3 separate regions of the Gossypium hirsutum genome follow, and all the other regions are linked to region 1. The links are chromatin contacts, called in public Hi-C maps. All regions are on one chromosome and are shown on one strand. The core of a region is the stretch at or near the end of the contact, and the rest is flanking DNA. Distances in the headings are between cores, read along the strand shown. Region 1 holds the start of LOC107948373 (OVARIAN TUMOR DOMAIN-containing deubiquitinating enzyme 12). Region 2 holds the start of LOC107948371 (translin). Region 3 holds the start of LOC107948374 (RNA polymerase sigma factor sigF, chloroplastic).

Region 1 (4,480 bases), core at 833-3,332:
GGTTGTTGAAGGCGACACCCTTATGATAATTCGAAAGGCCAACTCCTTTTGGTCTAATACGTTAGTCCTTGGCTCCTATATCCGAGACATCAAGCACTAGGTAGGTTTTTTTTGGCCAATGTGAATTTCAACATGTCTTTCGTACAGGTAACACAATGGCCGATTTGTTAGCAAAGGAAAGATTGAAGGCTGGGTTGGACTTTTACCTGTGTGGGTGTGTTCCTGATTTTGTACAGCGAACAATGGAGGCTGATCGCCGTGTTGTTTTGCGAGGTGATTGAAGGGGAAGTGGTGAGATCTAGAGGGCATGTTTCATTGGGGTTTCTTTGGTCCTTATAGGAGTGATTGGGGTTTTAGCTGACTTTCTGGTAGGTTTGGGACAACTCTGGTGCCACATCTGTGATTCTTGCATGTGGATTGACGGCTGAGTTTCTTTTTTGTTGGATTTTTGCGTGCTCTGGCTGGTTGGTCTCTTTCTCATTGGGACCTGTTGGCGTTTTAGCTGCCTCTATTGCCATCTAGTTGGCTATTGGAACTGCTTATCGTTTGTTTATTTAGGGTTTTGTTTCCAGAGTGGGCGTTTGTATTGGGCTTTTGTTTTGGTTTGCTTTGTTTGGTTTATTTTCTGTTGGTTTCACTTGTTGGACTTACTGTTTGTTTGTTTAAATGCAAGCCCAATTCCTTTTAAAAAAAAGTATGGTATTGTTTTTTTTTTAAGGGTGAACTACACAAATAGTCAATTAGCTATTAAAACTTTTTTATTTTAAGTATCCAAAATAAGAAGTTTGTAATTTAAGCACCCACGTTACATAGTTTAATAATTTGGTCACTCTTGTTAAAATCACAAATAGCAAGTTGACGTGACAGTTAAAAAATCGATATAATAACAAATTTAGTCCTCAACTTTTACATGTTATAGAAATTTAACCATAATTTTAAAAAAATTAATCCTTAAAATTTACAAATAATCTCAATTTGATCCTACTTCTAAAAAATAAAAATACATAAATATTTTTAAAAATATAATAATAAATTTAAATTTTATATTAATATTAGTATTAATATTAAATAAAACAAAAATTCTCCCATCCTCGTCCCTCTTCTCTCCTGCATCGGACCTCCCCCACCATTGTCCCTCCCATTTTTTAAGCAACCAAGAATGCCTCTTGAAGAATGTAACTTGGTTGCTATTAACATTCACTATACTCATTATCTCTATTTTTCTCTACCTATATTTTTTCTCTTCTCTGTTTCTTCTTAGAAAAAAGAAAAACAGAAAATAAGAGGCGAAAAAATCTCCCAGAAAAAGTTATTTCAATTCCATCTTTGAGAGACAAAATAAAAAGACTAACAACTTTTCATCGCCTTGAGTAGGGGTGAGGGGAAGGGAGACAAGGACGGTGGTGGGGGAGGTTTGAAGGGAGAGAGCAACGGGAGTGGGGGGATTTTTATTTTATTTAATATTAATATAATTATATTTATTTAATATTAATATAAATATTTATATAAAATATAAATTTATTATTATATTTTTCAAAAAAATATTTATGTATTTTTATATATTTCTTTAAATTTTTTAGAATTAGGATTAAATTGAGATAATTTATAAATTGAGAGTTAATTTTTTAAAATTATAACTAAATTAATATAATATGTAAAAATTTAAGAGCTAAATTTATTATTATATTGATTTTTGTAATTGCCATGTCAATTAATCGCTTATAATTGACCAAAATAATTAATATGAGTACTTAAATCATAATTTTTTATTTTATTTTGAGTACTTAAAATGAAGATGATGTATAATTTACAATTGTCAAAATAAAATAAACAAATTATTGCAATTTTCATGCAACTCGTAAAATGTTTGAGTTTACTAGCAAATCCAAATGTGGATACAAATATAAAAACTTGAATAAAAATAAGATGAGGTACCTAGTATGATGTTGATGTGAATATGAGAGAGGACGGAGTTGGACTGTTTTGGACCATTTTTAAATTGTATTTTCTCTTTTTCCGAATAGCAACCATTTTAAATTGTTAATTGAAATCTTAGGTAATAAAATTGATTTCAAGGCAAAGGTCAGAACCGTCAAATTCGCAGCAACCTAAGCAGACCAAATTCACGAAATTACAGCCCTAGATCTCGTAATTGCTCCAATTAATGGAAGGATCTCAAACACTTCATTTTGCATAGTTTTCAACTCAAAAACCAATTATTCGCCGGTCTCCTTTAAAAATTCAGAACAACTCATTAAATGGAATTAGAAGATGCCGCTTAAACTCAACGGAATATCACGTCCGCTCGAAACTCTGATCCAACGGTTGAAAGGGCCATCCGTACGGAATCGGATCGGGACTTGCTTGTCTTTTTAACGCCCGCGGGAAACAACAATTTGTTTATAAATACGTCAAAATGAAGCTGTTTTAGCTTTTTCCCCTTTTTTTATTTATGTATTTTTTTTTTCGTTTCAAAAAATTCAACGTTCGATCGTTATCTTAAGTCACTCGTGTACTCCATTGTTTCTTGTGAAATAGTTCCTTGTTTGCTTTTGTGTCTTGTTTTTTCCTTTTGAAACTAAAGTTTCAACCTTCCTGGTTTGGTGAGTACTGTAAATTCCAGATCTTTTTTTATTGTTTTGATTGAATGGACTTGGAAATGATCACCTATTTCTGGGTTTAATTCGTATTGTTTATTAGTGTTTTCTGAATTCTGGGTTTTTTTCTTTTTCATGTTTTTAGGTTGCTTAATGATAAAGTTCGGATTTTTTCTTTTTAATCCTTGTGTTTCTATGTTTGATCGGCTACATCAAGTTTTCATTTGAATCGACGTGTTTTTTTTTTTTTGGAAATTTTGAGTTTTGTGCTTTGTGGTTTCCATGGTTTTGTATATGTTATGAAATCGTGTGTATGAACTGTAAATTATATCCAGGCATAAGAGAAACCTTAAAGAATTAATTGTCGTTTTCGTCATTAAATTTTCAGTAGTTTATTCAGAAATGAAACCGTAAGTGGAGAGCATCTTAGAATTGGATCTAGATCAAAGTGTAAATAAAGAAAGTATTTTTATCTAATTTGACTTCGACAATTTTTTATTTATTATCTTTTAAGATGGTTGCTTTAGGATAGAATAGAATTGATTCCACCGGTAAATTTAGAGAGCTAACATTTTTATTCTGTGGTGCAATGAAAATCCACTAAAACAAACTTTTTTAATGTAGTCCTTTTTGTTGCCTTTATTACAAAGTTATTCTTATTTGGGGTTTTGTCTGAAATGAAAAGAATATCTTTCTCATAACTCCTTTTGGGTTTCTTTTTAGACAAGGTGGTCTTGATTCTTAACTCATTATCAATAGTGCTTACTTTTTTTAAAGATATATTTGAAGGAGAAGGTATCCTCAGATTGAAGAAAATAAATTGATACTTCATCATTTGTTTATTTACAGAATTTTTAGTATCTTTTTGCAATTAATTTTAATTATTTTGAATGAACTTTCACAAAGTATCATCAATACAAATATAGTTCATGTAGAACTTGGTGCTGTATAGACAATTGACTTAAATAGTTTGAAAAAACTAGAGCAAATAGATATGACTACTTAGCTTTCTAGGTTTCCATAACTTTCCACAAAGAAAATGTATTGCTGCAGTTTCTTAGTTTGATGCTTGCAGCAGAGCCTTTGCCCTGTGGTTTTCAGGGTAATTGCAGTTTTAGGATTTATTTCTTCATGCATGAATACGGATATCCAAATGCTTTTTTTTTTCTTTTTATGTGTGAACAAATATCTAATTAAGAATTGCTTGTACAGATGGTCAAGTGTTTGTTTGAAGTTGATGATTATGAATCAGCAAGATTCAGATTTCATGCATTGGGTTCTGGGGGGTGACCTGTTTTATCCTTCCGTATATAGTTATACAATACAGCATGATAATGGTGAAATGTATCATCACATGCATGATTTTAGAGGTCATACGGATACTCAAAGCAGCCAGATAGAGAATGATAAGGTCATTGCTGGTATCCTTCAGGAAGAGTTCTCACATCTCGATGTAGCAGAAGCTTCTCAATTTTCTCATGCTGATGAACAACAATTGCAAGCATCCAGTGGACCTCATGATTGGTATAGTCCATTAGCAACAAACTACAATTATTCAGGTGTCTAGAAGCTTTTCCTATCATGTTTATATCATTTTCATGGTATTTATAAGATTACCACTATTTGGAATTTATTTTGCCACAATGTGCAGCCTATGAATATGGCCAGGATGAATCTGATGTTTTGGTGCCACCTAGTTCGTGCTCTAGCCCTAGTGATTCGGAGGATTTTTCCAGCTCTTTGGAGCCGACTGATGGATATTATATACTAGATGATTATTTAGGCAAGAGGTTGAATCAAATGATTCCTATTCCTGTAAGTTTACCTTATAAAAGTGTTGTCGTTTATTATTTATTTTTATTATGTCCATTTACGTGATCCTC
Region 2 (4,480 bases), core at 1,382-3,881, 160 kb before region 1:
TTTTACCTTTTAACTATTAACATTTATCAAAGCGACGTAAATTTTCTTATTCGAATTTTTGGATAACTCAAAATGTATAATTCATATTCAAATTTGAATAAAAAAACTTAATTTTTTATTCGAGTTAATCTGAATAACTTAATTAACTCAAATAACTCGAAACTATTTAATTCAAAATTTAAATTTTTTATCGAATTTTTCGAATCGAATTAAATTTTACTCGCCCCTATCTAGACCTACACTGATTCTAAATCCAACCGGTTCGACCAGCCAGTCCAGTCCGATTCCGAAAACAGTGGATTTCCAGGCTTAACCATTGATGATGGAATAACAGAAAAAGAAAAACTTCAGCAAAAGATCGAATAATAAATTAAAAAAGATTAGATTGTCAACTATTCTCTATTACAACTTTTTTATTGAACCCTCCTTTCCTTTGTTCAAGTAGCAAATTTTGGCTTTAAACCATGCATTGAAGGATCACAAACTCCCTTGAGAAATTGCAGTTAAGAAAATGAAAGAGATAATCTAGTAGTTGTATGTACCACTCCTGTAACCTATCATATCTTTTGGGCTCCTTGATCTCCTACAGAATCCCCGGAGGTTGCTAAGCCTCGAATCTTAACATCATAATAGACCTCTTCAACTCTTCTTAGGTCGTACTTCATACCTAAAATAATGAGAAAGCATTTCAAAAACTCAGTCTTCGATAAGAAGTTGCTTAAAACACCGGATTCTCAAAGCACTGGATAAGATTAAGCTTACTATCAAACTTCTTGCGCAGGAAATCATTACGGAGATTAAGCATGCGAAAGGCCGCATGAAGATCTGTCAAGAACTTCAACACCTTTCTTGGACAATCATAGTCACCAGCTGTCACTTGATTCACCACATATCTCGGCTGTTAAAACGAAGAGAAATGCATGTTATGTTAAGCCTTGTTGCCACATTTCCCAATGCAGTATTTCACCAGTTGTTCAAAACCATAATGTTCCATTTGGAATTATCACATTCCAACAAGTCTTTTCTAACTTGCAGTCTCATTAAACATCTGAATAAAAAATACACGAAAACAATAGACTAGGAAGAACGCATTTGTCAATTTGAAAAGCCCGGGAAAGCAAGTTTCTGACATATTTCTTACCATTTCATTTGACATGAAACAAACACCTGCAAGAGATCAAAAAGATTCCCAGATCAGTATATTCAATTGGCAGAAAAATAATAACCCTCAAATTCAGATGCAAAGTAATAGACATTGCATGTTTCTTGCACATATAGGGAGAAAAACCATAAAAACTGAAGAATGACAATAATCAGAAAAGGTGATTAATCAACAATGCTTCATTTAGTTCATCCAAAAATACAAACAGCATATATGATAGGTGAATCTCTTAAAAATATTTTAACACAAGTATCAATTGGTCTGACGAGACAGTCCTCATTTGAATAAGATGAACCAAAAAAATGGAAAACTGAAGTTCAGTTAACTACCCTGGCCATTTTAATAAAGAAAAAGACTCTAATGCATTAGAATGTACAAAGAATTTCATCCTGCCTATTGATGTGGTCAATCACATTTACTTGCCATTCAATAACTAGAATACTTCAGGCTAGCTAAAGAAAATTGAATCTTTAAAAGATTAGAGAAAAAAATAGTACGGAACAAACGGTTCAATCCATGAGAGTATAGAACTCTTCAATTAGAGAAGCTTTCAGCACATACCAACAAGATAATCCTCCAGGTCTAAAGCAAAATCCGAATTGTTCACTGCCAAAACAACCAACTTTCTCATTTGTCTTCATTAGCAAATACAAAAATTACTCGTAAAACCGAATAAATATTCATTACTGAAACATACATCCAAGTTTTTCCTCAGCTTCAGTATGCATAAGCAGATTTCCAGTTTCCAACCAATGCATAAAGGCAAGCAAAGAAACTACCATTTGAGTTTCACTCCTCCAATCCCCATGATACCTAAACACAGTAACACACCCGAACACCACATCAAGAACACAAAAATTTCTACTAAAATAAAATTTGAAATTAACCAAAATCTCCAATGAATCTCACCTGTAATATTGTCCAGGGCATTCCCTAACAACTTCAGCAAGTTTATTGTAAAGACCCTTTAGTACGTTAATCTGAGAATTTGCCTTCTGCAAAACCTCTGTTGATATAAACATATGCGTAAAAATTATAAAATAGGTAATATTCCAAAAACCATATAATTTGAAGAAGCAAAAGAAGAATGTTACCGGGAATTGGTTTAGATTGGTGAACGAGGAGGAGGCTAGCTTGCATGAGCCTAGTCGCCGACTCCATTTCCAGAACGACGGCGCGTATGCGTTCCCGTAAGCTGCCAGAATCTTCAAGCTGGACTCGGAACTTCTCGAACTGTTTCTCCAGAGAAGGAGAGGTTTGCGGCGAGTCGTAATCACCGCCGGCCATGAGAGTGGCGCAGAGAGGGGAACGAAAGGGATGGTTTCTGGAAAGGACAGAGGGAAGCGAAGGAAAAGTGGAAATGAAGGGAGCAATTTGAAGAAGTGAGGGGTTAGGGTTTAAGGAGTAGCGAGAGAGAGTGAAGTAGTAAGCGTTCCGTAACGCTGATTTCATAATTTGAAATTTGTTCACTTTATTTTATCATTTTATGTTTTTTATATATGTGCAGTGCGGTGTATTCCACACCCTCCCATTCAACTTTCGCACTGAAAATCAAATCAATTTCTGATCATTCGATCAATCAGTGATGATAAAGTCGGTCCATTTTGTTAAATAAATATTCTAATATTAAATACACTTGAATAAGTAAAGTGAAAAATTTTATTTTTAATAGGGGTGAGCGTTAAATCTGATCGAATTGAATGGAAAAAGTTGAGTTAATTGAGTTGATGAATCCTATTTTATCATCCTAATTTGATTTAAATTTTTTTCGAATCGAATCGAGTAAGATGGAATTCGAATCAAATCAAATAGTAAATTAAAAAAATAAATTTGTCCACCGTAATGCTATTAACTTCCATCCATCCGTAATTTATTTATTAGTCTTTTATATACTTGTCAGCTATTTTGATTATTTAGTTATTTCAATTATCTTCTGATAAATTATTTTAAAGATAAAATATGAAATTGATACAAACATAAAATATTTAACATGAATATTTTATGGCATTATTAATAATTCAATTTTAACATATTAATAAAGATTCATCATGATTAAACAATTCAATAAATAAATAGTACAAAATGTGAAATTTAATTCAATAACATAAATAGTAGATATAAATTCGAAAAAAAAATTTAGGGTTTAAAAGAAAGCAAAAGGAAAAAAGATAGGGATTTGGAGAAGTAAAAGTTTTGGAGAGAAAGTAAAAGAAAAAAATAGTTCAGGGGTTTGGGAAAAGTAATTTTTTATGGGGAAAAAAATTTCAGGGGTTGAGGAAAAATAAAAGGGTTTGAGTGGGGGCGGGGGAAGGGAGTAAAACGGTTTAGTATTTGGCTTATTCGAATTAAAAAATTTAATTTGATTTAAACTTGAAATTCGAAAAAAAATTAAGTTGATTCAATTAACTCAATTAATTCAATTCGAATAATTCGAATTTTTTTTCAATTTTTTTAATCGAATCGAATTTTACTCACCTTTAGTTTTTATCATACCACAAAAGGAAATCCATCAAAGATTAAGGCATTTGCACCTCTAATGAATAAACCATCGCTGCCACGGCCCCCAGGCAAATGTAGCATTTGCTTATCAAAGGAAGCATCTAATAACACTATACAGAGGCGGGCTCCATGAAGTAGTCGAATATTCAAGGCGCTGATTGGGACAAAGCATTCTCCTCAGTCTTTAGAGACTCAAAAAATCCTCCAAGCATCACTCCAAATTTGTATGGGGTCAGTATTAATGCTTTCAGACATCCATAAATTCCAACTCTATATTTCTCAACATACCCAAGCTGTCATACTTGTGGTCGAAGAAGACCCAAAATTTAGAAATTGCTCATTTGTCTCAATCCACCAGTTAAAAAAGCTAGAGAAATCAATATTTGTAGGACCATAGTGAAGCGAAGATGCGGTTTTTGTAGGATCATAGTGAAGCGAAGATGCTCTCCAAACCGCTTTTACAATTCGACAGCCAAACAAAATATGCTCAAGAGATTCAACCTCATCATTGTATCTTGGACACTTGTTTGACAAAGCTCGATAACATTATTACAAGTTCTCTGTATGAAATTCTTAACTCTTAAGGTACCTTGAATTTTCCATATCGAGTTCCAAATTGAGCTTTGTCTATTACTTCTCGAATAAGTACCACCTGCTTCATTTATATGCTTTAGCTACCTTGAAAGATTATACCCATATTTAACTATGTATTTGTCATCTTTGGTAAAGTGCCAAACAATCTTGTCAACTATAATGAATAGTCTTATAGGGATAGCTCTAATGGCTTTCACTTCATGCTCTAGAAATAAAGAAAGAAGC
Region 3 (4,480 bases), core at 809-3,308, 140 kb after region 1:
AACTTCCTGTATATATACCAACTGAGAACACAAGGCTGCGTGACACTGCTTATGAGGTTTGTTTGGACAGCAACTGTGTGCAAATAGTCAAGTAGTCCTCCGCTTCGATGGTTTTTCCTATATGTCAGCTTGGATTTAAAACTTTTTTATTATGCTGTAGGTTGCACATGTGGCCCTGGCAACAAATCCAGCCTTTCATAAGGATCTAATACCGACTGTTAATTCTTGGCCACGTGTCATTTATTCTGTCTTATCTGCGATAGAGCCACAGATAAATACTTCATCGATGACTGATGCCCTTAAAACAGGTTTCTAAGGCAGTTTGTGAATATATGATATGATTTGTTAATATCTTATGGTGCGGGGTCGCGAAGTGAGGAGGGATAGAGATACGGGATGGTTTTTATATTGTAAATAAATTTAAAAAATATATTTTGAACTAGTTCTTAATTTTAATTAAAAGTTAAAAAAATCACTTCAGCAATCTGTTAGTAGATTAATCAAATTTTTAACAGTAGTGATCAATTTGAATAATTATCTTAACTAGAGTAACTAAATTGACAAGAATAAATTTTCAGTAACTAAAATAGGAACGATACTATTTTAGGGTAACTAGCGATGTAGTTTACCATGTATATCATTTCTCTATTCCATTCTCACTGAATACTTATTACATTTTTCTCTATTAAATTACATCAAACCAAACATATCGTAGTAGTTCTCTTATTACTATGGTTATCAATGTTTTCAAAACTAAATCAATAATTAAATCCATTCTATGGGTTCAATTGAATAAAGACTCATATACTAAAAAGGCTTTAAACTATTATACCTTGTTTAAACAAGCACTTTGTTATTTTTATAGTTAAATAAGCTGTTAATCGATAATTTTTACTCCTGAAAACTCTTGATTTTAATATTAAAGTAAAAATATTTTAAAATTTTAAGCTAATTTTCATTTTATATTGATGTGAATTTCATGAGAATAGTTTATTAATTAAAAATAAAATAAAATATTAAAATTTCTTGAAATTACATAATATAATCAATATTTTGAAAATTTTGATACTTTTTAAAATTTTATATTTTTAAAGTTGTAAAATTTCTATTGCATCAATAAGAAATTAAGAGACTAAAATTAAAAAAAAACTTTAATAATAAAATAAAAGGTATTATGGGTAAAAATCATAGCAAAATATTTATTTAACTACAAAAATAGTTTAAGGGTTTATTTAAACAAGGTGTAGTAGTTTAAGGGTTTATATTTTTTATAATTTTAATAAAATTTTAATATTTTTTTCTATATTTTTATAAAATTTTAATATTTTTTATAATTTTATTCATTTTTGTCATTTTTTTTCTATGTATTGTAATCACGCAGTGACACATGATATGTTAAATGAAGAAAGAAAAAAAAATAGGACCCTTTAACTTTAACAAATTGTAGCGATAAAAAGGACTTTTTTTTTAAATACATTTTGATAATTTAAATATCTAATTGAGAAGAATAAAAAAAAAGTAAAAATTTAATTATTTTTGTTTTGAAGTTTGAGCAGATTTTACATTCTTAAAACCAAAAGTTTTTTGAAAATAGAGAAATTTAGTTCAATTAATTTAACAGTTATGATTGGTTTAATTGGTTTGTTAATTAATTAATATAATCATTATTTTGAATTTATAGTTGTAACTGATTCCTAATTCAATTCATCCAAGTCATGGTGTGTGTAAAAGAAAAAAATAGGGATAGTTAAGTATGAACTCATAAATTAAATCAATCAAGTTTTTTTTGCTATAGTTGACCTGCAATTCAAACAATAAAAAACTTGAATTTAATAAAAACTTGCAGTAAAAAAAGTGAAATACGATTGTAATTTCAGTACTTTTGGAACTCTCTTGTACTTCTCCTTTGGGCCGATCACATTTTTCAATGAAATAAAGCTCAACCAAAACTAGACCATAAGTTGTGGGCCAGTAACTTGGGCTTTGTCAAAATCAAGTTCTGGCCTAAACTTGGATTCTGGGTCATTACAAGTTTCTTTTGTGAATCTGTTTTTATTGGGTCTGAAGCAAATCAAGGCCGAACCTCATCCATTTGAACCATTGATCATCGAATTTGAAGCGTGGAAGGGGAAGAATAGATTTTTTTCCTTAGCCGAGCTTGGCTTCTTCTTCTTTATCTGCAAAGTTCAAAGCTTTTGAACAAAGTAAAAATAAGGAACACATACCCAGAAGAACCAAACAAGCAATGTTTAAGGTTACATTGTAGATAAAACAAATAGTTACTTTTGCATCCATGGAAGCTTCAAGGAATTTGCTTTATTCTCCTCCAACAATTTCTCCAAGAACCCAACTCAAAAATTCTGTCTTTTCACCATCACCTTCTTCAGGTAACGTATATTTCTAGCATTAGAACATGTTTTCTTTTGATTCTTATCGTTAGTACAATACCCAGTTTTCATTTACATGTTTTGCCTTATTGGGTGTTTGAATTATATTCTTGTTAAATCAGCTTTCCTGGGATTTTCGTTGTGAAGCATTTTTGTTCCTTAAGGATCTTTGTATGATTATTATTGGCATTGGAAGGGAATTACAACTGGAAACTTACTGTTACTACAATGGTCAAATGCCTAAATTCAACTCTTTTAGCTTGCAGTCTTGTAAAGTTTTTGAATACATGTTGTCGTTTATGTACTTGTTTAGCTTCTAGGTTCCAAATAAAAATGTATATAGATAGATTAGAGAACTGCCTATAATGTGGTCATGCATGAAAGTATGTAGTTTACTCTCAAGTGCTTTCAGATAAGGTTCCTATGTTATTCAATGTACTATTATGCAGTTGCGTTGTTTCATCATGAGCAAGCGGTCCCTGCTGCGACTTCTATTCCGATTACTTCTGTAGCTAGGCATTTTCCTACATCAGTTCTCTCACAAGAGCAGCGGGATGACTATAGACCACTACCTGTCTTGCATTTACTTAAGGAAGATAAAGCGTACTCGGTGAGACTCCTGTTTTATCTTTGCACGACATATATCAAGATGTAAGCTAAACTTTTTATGTTTGCATAACGGTAAATGTTGTTTCCCTCTGGTTTTATTGATATATTTTCTCAAATATTATTTTGGCAACTCCTTACTTAGCATACCGCAGTTTACTTTATTACAGAGAGAGACAGACAAGCTGCAGATTGGGAATGGGCCAACACTTCAAGAAGAGAAGGCATCTGACAACATTGGCCAGCAGGAATTTGAACAGCAGTTGCTCCAGTGGCCTGATTTAAGGCAATTGTAAACAAGCTAATTCTGATTTATTGCTTCGTTTGTTAAAACAGTTGTGAGTGTAGATCTTTCCCCATTGAATTGCATCCTCATGTTTCTTTTTCCCCATCACAGATTGGCACTCTTGGAATTAGGGGAAAATCCATCATCTTCCTTGAATATGCTGTCTGTTGCAGCTGATACCGAGACCATGACTTTTGAACCAAGTAATGTAGTTGCCCTTGCTAAGAAAGCATTGTCAGCTTCTAAAAAAGCTGCATCATTGGCTGAGGGCCTCGAATTAGAACTTGATGATTCACTTTCTAATAGGTTAATCTCTGTCTTGTCTTAGTAGCTGGACAAGTGTTCTCAGATAATCTGTTGACTGCTGATACCTAATGCTATTGCAGCTTGGGGTCTGTTGATTCCTTTACTTTGCCCGCTGAGGAGATAGCGGTTGCAGTTAGGTCAACCAAACGTTTAGAGAGGCAGTCTAAACGAAGGAGGGTGCAACCTAAAGTTGTGATATGTGAGACATACAGTTCACAAAGGAAGGATGTAAGAAGAAAGTCGAGCGAAGGTTCTGATCCCAATGATCCCCTTCGGTTGTTCTTGTGGGGTCCTGAGACAAAACAACTCTTGACTGCTGAAGAAGAGTCTGATTTGATTATTCAAGTTCAGGTGTCTTTTTTCAATCCTGCCTTTTCGTTTTAAAGCAGGGAATTAGGAAATGTTTGGTTCTTGAGAGGTCTTACAGTTGGTTTCTGTAACACCTACAGGATTTAAAGAGATTAGCGAAAGTAAAGAGTAAGCTGCAATCTCAGTTTGGGCGTGAACCAACCTTGGTTGAATGGGCTGAAGCCATGGGTCTAAGTTGTTCAGCCTTGCAGGCAGAACTCCAATCAGGCAAAAGGAGCCGGGAAAAACTGATCCATGCGAATTTGCGCATGGTGGTTCACATTGCTAAACAATATCAGGGCCGTGGTCTTAGCCTTCAAGATCTGCTGCAGGAGGGAAGTATGGGTCTTATGAAAAGTGTTGAGAAGTTCAAACCACAAGTTGGATGCCGATTTGCCACCTATGCCTACTGGTGGATAAGACAAACAATTACAAAGTCTATAATGCAACATTCGAGAACCATCCGTTTGCCGGTAAGTAAAAAATTTATGCTTGCTTAACATGTATGACACAGTCACCTAGACACGGAGCCATGCATTATATTTAA

The links. Hi-C and Micro-C count contacts between places; a contact is called where the count stands out from the background.
Region 2: a Hi-C map of leaf shows a contact between it and region 1, with 2.2 times the contacts expected there. The contact joins the promoter of LOC107948371 here to the promoter of LOC107948373 in region 1. A contact is called at or near these places in 15 of 34 Hi-C or Micro-C datasets (anther, callus, hypocotyl and 3 more).
Region 3: a contact with region 1 is called in a Hi-C map of leaf, with 2.7 times the contacts expected there. The contact joins the promoter of LOC107948374 here to the promoter of LOC107948373 in region 1. A contact is called at or near these places in 8 of 34 Hi-C or Micro-C datasets (callus, leaf and petal).

Annotation. Positions count from the first base shown.
Region 1 is chrA04:66,257,611-66,262,090 of Gossypium_hirsutum_v2.1, reverse strand. LOC107948373 (OVARIAN TUMOR DOMAIN-containing deubiquitinating enzyme 12) reads left to right here and starts at 2,082. Exons shown (of 10, transcript XM_016882887.2): 1 at 2,082-4,156; 2 at 4,249-4,412. The coding sequence starts at 3,733.
Region 2 is chrA04:66,421,012-66,425,491 of Gossypium_hirsutum_v2.1, reverse strand. It overlaps LOC107948371 (translin), which reads right to left and starts at 2,631. Exons shown (of 7, transcript XM_016882883.2): 1 at 2,257-2,631; 2 at 2,072-2,168; 3 at 1,860-1,975; 4 at 1,724-1,768; 5 at 1,142-1,167; 6 at 763-898; 7 at 347-667. The coding sequence starts at 2,614. The coding sequence ends at 558.
Region 3 is chrA04:66,122,286-66,126,765 of Gossypium_hirsutum_v2.1, reverse strand. LOC107948374 (RNA polymerase sigma factor sigF, chloroplastic) reads left to right here and starts at 2,058. Exons shown (of 8, transcript XM_016882897.2): 1 at 2,058-2,387; 2 at 2,837-2,997; 3 at 3,164-3,279; 4 at 3,391-3,585; 5 at 3,666-3,936; 6 at 4,035-4,406. The coding sequence starts at 2,294.